2 separate regions of the Mus musculus genome follow, and region 2 is linked to region 1. Evidence: chromatin contacts called from public promoter capture Hi-C data. All regions are on one chromosome and are shown on one strand. The core of a region is the stretch at or near the end of the contact, and the rest is flanking DNA. Distances in the headings are between cores, read along the strand shown. Region 1 overlaps Ptpn12 (protein tyrosine phosphatase, non-receptor type 12). Region 2 holds the start of Fbxl13 (F-box and leucine-rich repeat protein 13).

Region 1 (6,109 bases), core at 3,341-5,840:
AGAGTTTCCTCTATGTAATAACTCTGGTTGTCCTGGCTCTTTGTAGACCAGGCTGGACTCGAACTCACAGAGATCCGATGCCTGCCTCTGCCTCCTGAGTGCTGGGATTAAAGATATGTGTTACCACACCAGGCTCAATTCACAAGCTTTTATCTTTTTAGGAAAATGAACAAGCAAGAACCGACTACTTCATCCGAACACTTTTACTTGAATTTCAAAATGTAAGTAATTCCCATTATAGAGTAAAAAGAGTTCCTATTTCCATTCATCTTCATTCTTCCCATCTCTCCCCCTCCTCCTTCCCATTCTTGCTGGGAGTCCGAGTCTTGCTGTTATGTAGTTTATTTAGTGAGTGTCTTGAGCCTTATGCTGATCAAACTGTGTAATAAAGCAGTCTGAGGTTACTTTACTTAGGACAACAGAATTTTCTGTGTGTGTCTTGCATAATTATGCTTTCTTTGTTGCATAGTTTTCTTCTATTAACACTTTGCAGATTATTGTTTTATTTATTACTCACTTGTACTCAGAATTTTTTATAAAGACAAAACTAAATTTTCATTTAAAGATTGGGATATAGCTCAGTGGTGGGGGCCTTTGTCTAGCAGGTACATAGGTTCAATTCCCAGCACTATAAGAAGTTAAAAAGTGAGCTGGAGAGATGGTTCAGCAGTTAAGAGGACTGACTGTTCTTCCAAAGGTCCTGAGTTCAAAAACCAGCAACCACATGGTGACTCAACCATCTGTAATGAGATCTAATGCCCTCTTCTGGTGCATCTGAAGACAGCTACAGTGAACTTAGATATAATAATAAATAAATCTTTTTTTAAAAGAGAGAGAAATTAAAAAGTAAATATTAATTTAGATTTAAATTAAAGTATCTTCAGGCTGTTGACTTAAATGTTTCAGAGTCAAAAAATGATAATTTTTCAGGGAAGAAACCAAAGACATGTATAAAAAGACATTGGAAAGATGCTTGTCAGCTTTTTTCTCCTCTATTATTAGTCTGTCTTGGTCACTGTGTTAGTCAGGATTTCTATTGCTCTGACTTAACACCATGAACAAATACAACGTGGGGAGGAAAAGGTTTGCTCAGCTTACACTTCTATGTTGCTGTTGAGTACTGAAGGAGGTCAGGATAGGAACTCAGACTGAGCAGGGACCTGGAGGCAAGTGCTCATGAGAGTTCATGGGGGAGGCCTGCTTACTGGCTTATTTCCCATGGCTTGCTCAACCTGACTTATTATAGAACCAGGACCACCAACCCACAGATAGCATCACCCACCATGAGCTGGGCTCTAGCTATTGATCACTGAGAAAAGGCCTTACTGCTGAATCTCATGGAGGCATTTCCTCAACTGAGGCTCCATCCTCTCTGATGCTAGCTTGTGTCAAGTTGACACACACAATCATCCAGTACAGTCTTGTCACAGCATTCTTCCCAGCTCATTGTAAGGCTACCTACTTTCTGTCTGGCAAGCGACACACAGTCTTTCTTCTCACTGACTGGACTAATGATAGCCCTTTAGTTGAGTCATTTCTTTTACTCAGGTTGCACATTTTATCTCTAGTTAGTACCTTAACTCCTACAAGTGTATCAGATATATCAGTTATTCTAACTATAAAAGTATGTATTGCATAGATAAAAGGGATTTGAGAAGTTAAATAATTTGCCTATTTAGTAATTGACAAATATAGAACTTGCATATTGGAACTGAAACCCAAGCTCTGTTCTTTCTACTGACATCTAGAATAATCAATCTTAAAAGTTATTGAGGGGACTAAGGAGACTGCTCCAAGGTTAAATGCCCTTGCAGAGCTCCCAGGTTAGTTTCTAGCACAGCGCTGATGGCTAGCCACTCACATTCCACTCAGATCTAAAACTCTCTTTGACCATGGGGCATGAGGCACACACAGCATACATATGTCCGTGGACTCATAAATGAAAATAAATAGTTTTTAGAGTTACTGAGGCATCTTTGGATGTTTAATTTATGCGGGCTATCACTTTCAATATTTACTATAAGGTTAAAATTGGGGAAAAAATTTAAAGACGTGGAATACATAGCTTACAAGTTTGTAAATACATTCTTCTAATTACTGAATTTCTGCTTTTCTTTTTTTTAATATTTATTTATTATTTATATGTAAGTACACTGTAGGTGTCTTCAGACACACCGGTAGAGGGCATCAGATGTCATTATGGATGGTTGTAAGCTACCATGTGGTTGCTGGGATTTGAACTCAGGACCTTTGGAAGGACAGTCAGTGCTCTTAACTGCTGAGTCATCTCTCCAGCCCCTGAATTTCTGCTTTTCATGTAGGAATCCCGTCGGCTCTATCAGTTTCATTACGTGAACTGGCCAGACCATGATGTTCCTTCGTCATTTGATTCTATTCTGGACATGATAAGCTTAATGAGGAAATACCAAGAACATGAAGATGTGCCTATTTGTATTCATTGCAGGTACAAAATAATTTTCTAAATGTAGAGAAGTACAGTGTTTATGTTTTGTGAGATAAGGTTTTATTTCTACATTAATATGATGTTTTATTATATCTTGAGCTTTTCCTAGCCCTGTTATGGTGTGTTTGAGAATAAGACCCTGTGAATTGATATAATCTAATCTGGTTAATAGACTGTCTAAATGTTGCTGTAAAACATCATATTTCCTCATATGATCAGTGTCAGGCAAATTTTCATGAGTGATGAAGTCTCAGACTTTAAAAACTGTATATAGATATAAAGGCCTTACTGATCTGAGATCCCGTGGTCTGCAGAGAAGTGCTGGGTGTAGGGACACGCTTATAACCCCAAACCAAGGAGGCTGATGTGAGCTTTAGCCGCTCAGGGCTACCTCCCGATAATGTTGTCCCTTAGCAGAAAGAAGGGAAGGAAAGAGAGGGGACAGACAAAGCCTTACCTGACACATACTAAACATGAGAGTTTAAAAGAATTCATTGCTAGTTACACAGCATAGATGTCATTTGTAAGATATACCTGAATTTCATAGCTCTTACGATGTAGATTGTAAGGTGTTTTCCAAGTGACAAACATCCTGTGCTGGATTTTGTTCCCGAGGAGCAAGCTGCCATGTCTGTACCATTGTTGTCATACCCTGAAATTATAGTTTACAAACTTCTGAAATCTTAAGCAAACATGAAACGAGCATTCTTTTTTTTTTTTTTCACCTTTTAAGGAATTATGGTGGGTGATATTTATTGTTAAATATTCTAATCTCCCCACTTTTTTTTTTTTTTTTTTTGAGAATTGAAGGCTTATCACTGCATCTTATGTAGGCCAGGCTGGTATCAGACTTATTAAATAGCCAAGGCTATCTTCCTTGCCTCCACTCTTCTGCTTGGATTATAGATGTGTGCTATGATACCTGACATAGCATTTTTGTAGTAAGTTAAATATAAACTGTTGGTATACATTTACTGGACATCTTTATTAAATTGTGCTGTGTAGCATTGCCCAAAGTAATGACCTGCCCCTTAACAGGCTTAAGTTTAGCTATATCTCTGTTAAACTGCTCTGTAAAATGTTTTCACTCTTTCCAGGTAATACTAAGTTCCAATTAGTCTTTGCAAATTTAGTCATGTTGAGACATAAGAAGTCATGTAAACACAGCCTTCAAATTCTGCCATTCTTGAAGGGGTAACTAATTTTGTGTTCCGAGTGCAGGTTAGAGGTTGTGTTAAATAAGAGCAGGTGTTTTTAACTGAGCTCATTGACCTGTTTTTATTGTCTGATTATTTTTCCTACTTATAAGCCATGAAATATTTTAAATGAAAAGCAAAGAAACATTCCAGTTGGAAGGAAGATAGCCTTAATTTTTTTTCATATCTGGGAAATTAAGAATGTGTGCCTAAACATTTATAGGATTTTTATGTCCTTAAATATTGTGACTTCTTTGTTCCCTGTCTCATCTGACAGACTTTCTACTCCAGTAAACTCCGTATTATTTATGATAGAACTAACGAGCTCTGAAACACTTTTCAGAAAGGTTTGTTAATGTTCTGTGGCTTCTTTGAATGACCACTACTCTTTTTTTAAAAGGCGGGGTCTTAATAGCCAAGGTGAGCCTTGAACTTTTACCTCCCCATTCCTAGGATACCAAAGAAGGAAGAAACACCTTACCTAACTTAGTTTTAATGTAAAATTATTCAAAGGCTCCCTAAAGTGGCTCATGCCTATAATCTCACTGCATAGCGACTGTCGGAGCCCAGCCTGGGCCGCAGAGTGAGACTATGTCTCACAAAGACGAAGAGAATTAACAACAATACAATCCTAAAGGAGCAAACCAACAAAAACCCAAAAACCAGGGAGACAGCAAAGGAAACAACTAAGCTAGGTTTTAAACACAGGAAAAATAGCTGCTACTTGAATTGTATGTTTTTTCTATTGCTGTCATAAAATATCATGACCCAAAATAAATTTAAATAAGAAAGGGTTGACTTAGCTTACAGTTTCAGAGGATGAGTGTGCATAATGTTGGGGAATAGCCTCAGCATCAGAAAGTAAGGCAAGGCTAAACCCTGCAAGCCTACCAATATTTGTCCTCCAACAAGGCCCCATTTCCTAAAGGTCTCATGTTACACCAACCTCCTAAAGGGGACCAACTGGGGACCAAGTGTTCAAATGTGTGAGTCTGGAAGACATTACTCATCTAAACCACCTCATCCATGCTTAAGGTCTACATTTATAGTGTATAGAAAAATGTTAGGGAGAATACAACTTTTAAAAGAATAAATGTTGAATCAATCATAAAAATAGAAGGTTCACAGTAGTTTACAGTATAATCATGGTTATATTGTACAGTAATGTATAAGATATTTCAAAACCTAATTTTAGAATTTCACTAGATAAATATGTATGTTTCCAAGTAGTATAAAATTTACTTGATTCCTTAGGCAGTTTTTCTATTTTCTATCTTGATATTTCAAAAGACCTTAGAATCAGAGTTTCTCAAAAATCACACTAAATTTGTCCTGCTAAACTATTTGTATCTGTAATTGAATTTTACTATAAGAAATAAATAAAGAAAACACAGCACGGTAGTTATGCCTGTAATCCCAGCATTCTGGAAACTGAAGCAGGAACATTATGAGTAGGACACCAACATGAGTTCAATTCCCAGCAACCACATGGTGGCTCACAACCACCTGTATTGAGATCTGATGCTCTCTTCTGGTGTACTCATATAAATAAAAATAAATCTTTAAAAAAAAAAGAGAGATTATTGGTTAATTACTTTTTTAAAAGGTTGATTTATTTCAATTTTGACTTTTCTTACCTAACTGGTGTCTTTTGATTAGTAAAGAGAGCTGCCTCCAGGAGAATTGGTTTGCTGGTAGATATACAGAAACCATCTAACAAATTACTAGATTAAAACAATCTTTTCATAGTTAATTAATGGTGGTCAAAAAAGAAAGCTTTTGTTCTGATATTGAAAGATAAAGAAATGGTTTAACTTGATTTTTTTTAACAACTTGTTTGAAATTATTTCCTGTTCCATCCTGTTATTCAGCCAATAACTATAATTCATAAGTCTATTTCAGTAGGGTTTTTCTAGTTTTAAAAATTATTTACAGGGTGGTGATGGTGGTGCACACCTTTAACCCCAACACTTGGGAGGCAGAGGAGGATGGATCTCTGAGTTTTGAGGCTAGCCTAGATAGACTACAGAAAGAGTTCCAGGACAGCCAGGGCTTGCTACACAGAGAAACCATGTATGGGGGAAAAATGATGATTTAATGCTGTTAGAAGACAGTGTGTTAACTGAAGTAACTTAAAAGCACATCTACAAAAGGAAAGAAAACGTACCCATTTAATATAAAGTGTGTTTGTTGGGATCTTAAAACCTATCCCCAGCTGGCTGGGACCTCAAGTACTCATGCCTCAGTCTCTGAAGTGCTCGTCACCATAGGCAGGCCTCCCACACCCAGCTCTAGAGCGAGCATACTTCACAAGAATGCTTCCTTCCATTTAATTAAAGTCGTTGTAAAAACAGTGTAGCTTCAGCGTGTTCTGCTGGAGCCCAGCCCGGGTTTGTCAGCTGCCTTTGTGTATGGACTTGGGTCACTAAGGTCACTGCTGCTTCTCTGA
Region 2 (5,554 bases), core at 758-3,257, 640 kb before region 1:
ATTAGAGCTAGGCAACACCTTCCTCTCCTGGACCAACAAACTTCACAGGAGGAATTACACACTTCTCAACAGTTTAAGGAGAAGAAGAAATAGATTTCTCTCAAATGCAAGGGTAGAACGTTGGGAAGGGGCTGTGGGCAATCGATTTTTAAAGCTGTCTGACCCTGGTTTTCTTTTCAGTACCAAAGTGTAGTGGTGGATGCTGTCAGACCCAGCAACCCCGGAGATGGAGACAGGAGAATCAGAAGTTCAAATTTTCTGCTATGCAGTGAGTTCCAGGCCAGGGACACATCAGATCTTCTGCCTTAAAAAAGCAAAACAAAAGACCACCACCACCACCAACAACAACAACAACAAAAACCCACCAAAGTATTCTTGTATAGAAATATTTGACAGAGAGAAAAAACAAACAAAACCACAAAAAACCCACACACAAACAAGCACCCTACAAATCAGGCTTTGTAAGGGCAAATGCTCATTTTCAAAAACTGCTTTCCTCTGTGACCAAAGGGGAAGGTTCTGTGCACTCCCCTTTCTTACAGCATTTCCTGGAGGAAATGGAAGGCTGGAATATAAATCCATGGTTGTTCCTGGTCCCTTCTAGTAAGTGCAAATTTTGAAAAGTAAATGCTAGTTGTACAACCCAAAGATGTGTTTTCTACCTGCCTTTAAAGGTGCCTTATTTTTGTTCTAGGGAAGGGCAATTAGCTCCCACCAACCTCAGTTTAAAAACAAATATATTTCTCTACCTTTGAGGCAAGCAGGTATTGGTTGGCAGGTTTTATTTCAAATAGTTTTTCCAACAGTTTTCACGACTTAAGCCATCCTTTTAGAAGGGTGTGTCTCCTGTTGGTTGTGGTTCTTATTCCCAACACACACACCCCGGTTGCAGGGACGCTACGGATGACTTAAAGGTACTTCCCAGGACAGGTGCCACAAAGTGCTGGCAGAATTGCATCTCAGGGATCCATTCTTCACATAGCACGAGCAAAGTTTCAACCCAGGCTTGAGGCCCCTGAGAACCTTCTCACAGTAAGGGGCATCTCTTTGATAACAACACAAAAGCTCAGGTAAAACTTTAAAATGAGAGGCAATCTACTTGGCTCGGAGAAACCTCAGCTCTTGGCTGTGAAGCCGAAGGGAAGTAACAGGACACTTCGGGCAATGTTTTCAGCTCTTATTTTAAACAAAGAAGTGGGAGCAGGGAAGCGGCTCAGGACCCACCCAAGGCAACCTGGGCTTCCAGAGTCGTCTGTCTACCTCCAGCCTTTCTCCCCATGCAGTCGCGGGTGTCTAGGGCACCTCCAACCCAGCCTGGCCTGAGGTGGGTCCGGAGCCCCGAACCAGTCCACCTGCCGGGCAGCCCATCGCCTCACCTGCGGATCGCGAAGGGCGCAGTCGGCGACCGCCTCGCCGCGGTCCCCGAGTCAGCCGGTAGATACAGTAGCAGGCGCCGGCGCCCAGGACCAGCCCTGCTGCCACCCAGCCCACGTCCCGCGCGCCACCCATGCTGCTGCCTCGGAGCTGCAGGGAGCCGAGGAGCCAGGGCCACACGCAGGTGCAGCTGGGCCAGAACCAGCCCAGAGAAAGGAAATGGGGTTGGAGCTCCGCCTTCCGGAAGCCGCCCTGCTAAAATCGGAAGCCCTCCCACCCTGTGTGCTGCGGTTCCTTTCACCAGGCAGGCGGGATGCCCCTAGTGCAAGCAGCTTTTTCCTGGACCAAGACCGGGACTGCGGCGCGTTGAACACAGACCCTAGCTCCGCCCCAACACTCACTCTCCCGTCCAGCCCTCTCATTTTACCCGGCCCCGGCCTGTACTGTCCTGCCCCGCCCCTCCCCGCTCTGCCCCGCCTCTCTGCACTCGCCCCGCCCCTCTCTGCCCCGCCCCTCTGCAATCGCCCCGCCCCGCCCCAGTTGCCCCGCCCCCTCCCTGCTAGGTTCTTTCTTCATCTCGCGAAAGGCTTGGACTATTTGGCACCTCCTTTGTGGTTGCTAGGCAACGCTCCGGCGCGTCTCTCCTCCTCAACGTGAACAGCAGTAACCTATGAAACGCATTCTGAGTCCTGCTTCTGACCATGGCTTCACTACGCAGTGCCACCCCCAGGCTAAGGAGCTACTTCAGGGACAAGTACATTCCTCAAATCTGTGAGGTACTGCAGCCACATAGCCTCTCACACAGTGGGCGCGGGGAAAAACTGGGAGAGGCAAGGAGATTCCCGGAACTGGAGCTAAGAAGGAGCAGGATGGGGAAGCTTGAAGTCAATTTAGGGTAACTAGAGAGAGAAGGGTAGGTTAGAGAAGACCGAAGGGTGCCGGTGGCTAAAACCAAGCCCAGGTGGGGATGACAAAGGAAGGGGACGGGGGAAAGTGACAATCTGCAGGGGGCGCAAAGAGCACAGGGCCTGGGTTGGAATCTCCAAGTGTCAACTACTAAATTCTATTATGGAAGAGCGTCTTGAGCAAGAAGTGAGTGGTGAGCCACTTGAAGACAAAAGACTTGAGGGGTTCTGGGTGTAGGCTTCGCCCCGCCTCGTTGTTAGCAGGAGGGAAGAAGAGTCACCTGCCTCTACACACAGCTTCACAACACACCTTTTTAGAGATCGCCACCAAGCAAAACCTGAGGTCTTGGTTTCAACAAAGAAATGAATTTCGGGGCCAACTTGTATGAAGCAAAGCTGGCTTCATTAAACGCAGGAACAAAGGTGCTCCAGTAGAGAGAGTAGAACACACCTGGTCAGACAATTGCGGGCTTCTGAAGGGAGAGTCGACCTTAAGTGTTGTCTTCACAATGCTGACATCAGTATTTTTTCTTGTGACTTTCAAGGTTACATTTCTAAATGTTGCCAAGAAACTACTACCCCTTTTCTTTTTCTTTCTTAATTTCTTTATTCACTTACTTCCCGATTGCAGCCCACCCCTCTCCTCCCCTCCCAGTCCCTTACAAGCCCCTCCCCCACTACCCCCTTCCCCCTATCAGAGGAGAAGGGAAAACCCTCCTTGGGTACCACCCCAGAGTCCCAGAAGGATAAACATTCCCCTTTTATTAACATCACCCAAAGAGTATAGTCTGTAACAAAGTTAGATTAAAAACCGAAGTTTCTTTTTCTCTCAGTAACTAACATATAGTGCATTTATGAACAGCTTCATTTAGTTCTGGGAGTGGGGAGGCCAGGAATTCAAGATAATGTGTCATTTTGACCTTATGTAAGCAGAGCCTAATTACTGGCCTCGACATCCTTGGTTGAAGTGTCTGGAGATACAGCACCCAGCCTCAAGTGAGCACAGTTGAAGTCCATTAGGTTCTTACCCGCAGACTTAAAGTCCTTTCTGAGCAGTGAAAGTAGATCAGTTCTGAAGGAGCAGGGTTTCCTCCTCTACCTCCGCCTCCAGTCCCCTCCAGTCCCCTCCAGTCCCCTCATTCTGCCCTGCCTCGGGAGGACAGTATGGTATTGAAAACCAGGTTTTGTACTCCTGGGGGCAGGGAGCTGAGAAATCACTGGTGACTCCCATTTATCTGTATGTTATGTTACGCGGTGTATGTTATGTGGTGATACAGCGGGAGTTCTGAAATGGGGCGAATGAGGGAGTTCTAAGGGAGAGAGAAGAGTGCCATTCAACCTCCAGGGCAATTGGGCACAACACTTCCTTTTAGGATGGCTTTTCCCCGTGATTTTATCCAGATGATCCCTTCAGTCACCTCTGCTCACACATTAACAGCAGGGGCAAGACAGGTTTTGGGCACACTCATTCACTTTCCCTCAGACCATTAAGGTGACTTCTATTCTGCCAGGTCTCTCTGTACTTTGTACTTGTTGCAGTTATCTATGCATGTTTGACCTCTTCTGAACATTGCCTGTGTGTTCTAAGTAAACCTAGTTGTCCATCCACAACACTGTTTCCCTACAAACCTGTGTACACTCTGATAAAGGAAAAACCCAAACCAAAGCCTACCCATGCCAGTGGTTTGTAATGGTTTGTAAACTCTTACTTGCCAGGGAGACTGAGGCTGAAGCTTGCTTGAGCCCAGGCATAGGGATGGTAAGACTCAAAAATAAAAAACACAACCAAAAAATAAGCAAAATAAAACCTCAACACCAAACCAAACCAAACCAAAACCACAACACTTGCCTGATCTACTAAGCTTATTGAATCTGCTGATTGATATTTAATTTTCATTGGTTTTGGAACCAATTACTTAAATCTATTGTTATTTTTACCCAATTCTTTTCTATTATAGGAATCCAATCATGAATATAATAAAATTCTACCCTTGTCCTCTGTTTTAGCTTTTGTCCAGCTACCTCTTTTTTGTCTTCTGGATGATATTTTGGATATTTTTCATTGACTTATTTAGTGGATTGCTAACTTTACTAATTCTGCTTTTTGTTACATCTCATCCCATCTGTTGAATACAATAAGTGAAATCTTAATTGTAGATAATGTATTTTTCAGTCTTGGAATGCCCATTGATTCCTTTTAATGCATTCCACTTATTAAAATTATAAAGATACTTTTTCATCTATTTTGCTATAATCTCCTGTTTTCAAACATGTTAATGATTGTTTTGTAAAAATCACTCTCTGGAAAGCTGGTCACACATGTCTATAATCCCAGTTCTTGGGGAGCTAGGACAAGAGGCTTGCTTTGAGGCCAGGCTGGGCCACATGTTGAGTTCAAGACACTTGGTAAGCCTGAATAAAACAAAAACAAGAAGAAACACAGGTTCCTTCAACATCTGGATAATTTTTGGGTCTGTTGTCTGTTGTTTCTTTTCTTCCAGTAATTACCTCTACACACTGAGTGATTTTTTTTTGTTGGCTATCAAGTAAAAGAGAACAGTAGACATTCTCCACAATGCATTCTTCAGCAGAGAAAGTCCTCCCTTTCCTCACTCTAGAGGGAAGAGCTGAGCTCGATCCAGGCGGATGAAGCTGGCTGCTGCTCTGCTGTGCTGCAGGAGTCCTCCCCTTTTCCTGTGAATCTCTCTTAGAGTTGTGCCAGCTGGCTCCCAGCTTCCTTCATGAACACCCTAGACCCAAACATATTTGTTACTGAGCAAGTGATCACAAAAGCTGGCTGGTTTTCTTTCTACTAGTGGCAGACTATCCTCTGCCTGGACCCAGTCTTCATTTTAGACCCAGAGCTGGGAATGAGAGCTGAGCTTTGTCAGTTCGCTGAGGAAGAGTCTTCCTCCCATGGAATTTTGACCACTCTCCAGTGTCTTACTCTATGTAGGATGCGTCCACCCACGTAGAGGCCGGTGATCAAGACTGGCTCCTTAGTAAGTCACTCTCCTGAAAGTTGTTCTCTGACTTCCACACATGCACACACAGTAAATAAATGAGTTTGTCAATCTACAAATAAATAAATGTTAAAAGCATAAAAATAAAAAAGTAATATTATTCTGTCAGGAAATACTCTTTCTCTGTCTCTTTCTCAGATCATGTGATTGCACTTACATCGAGCTAGCCTTCCCCATCACTAGAATCTAATAAGATGTTCTTGCCGTCTAAGAATATTGCCTACATAAAAGATATGAACATAAAAAGTTGTA

The links. Promoter capture Hi-C pulls out the DNA fragments that hold promoters and counts their contacts.
Region 2: a promoter capture Hi-C map of the HPC-7 cell line shows a contact between it and region 1. The contact joins the promoter of Fbxl13 here to the enhancer-like site in region 1. A contact is called at or near these places in 10 of 39 promoter capture datasets (the 3T3-L1 cell line, the C10 cell line, the HPC-7 cell line and 7 more), 3 of 484 Hi-C or Micro-C datasets (B cells, the HPC-7 cell line and stem cell-derived neural progenitor cells), 3 of 115 datasets of contacts at active chromatin or transcription factors (forebrain, large pre-B cells and memory CD8 T cells) and 1 of 9 other capture datasets (adipose tissue).

The regions. Positions count from the first base shown.
Region 1 is chr5:21,005,797-21,011,905 of GRCm38.p6, reverse strand. It overlaps Ptpn12 (protein tyrosine phosphatase, non-receptor type 12), which reads left to right. Exons shown (of 18, transcript NM_011203.3): 7 at 162-221; 8 at 2,322-2,464. Among named protein-coding and RNA genes, the nearest start is that of Ptpn12, 47 kb to the left of the region's middle. Within about 2 kb of position 4,590, at least 1 of the 459 cell types and tissues checked has an H3K27ac peak or open chromatin away from gene starts, as enhancers often do. A contact at or near this core is called in the HPC-7 cell line, where this site is marked.
Region 2 is chr5:21,642,058-21,647,611 of GRCm38.p6, reverse strand. It overlaps Fbxl13 (F-box and leucine-rich repeat protein 13), which reads left to right and starts at 2,007. Exons shown (of 21, transcript NM_001199632.1): 1 at 2,007-2,150. The coding sequence starts at 2,076. It overlaps Armc10 (armadillo repeat containing 10), which reads right to left and starts at 1,606. Exons shown (of 6, transcript NM_026034.5): 1 at 1,377-1,606. The coding sequence starts at 1,509.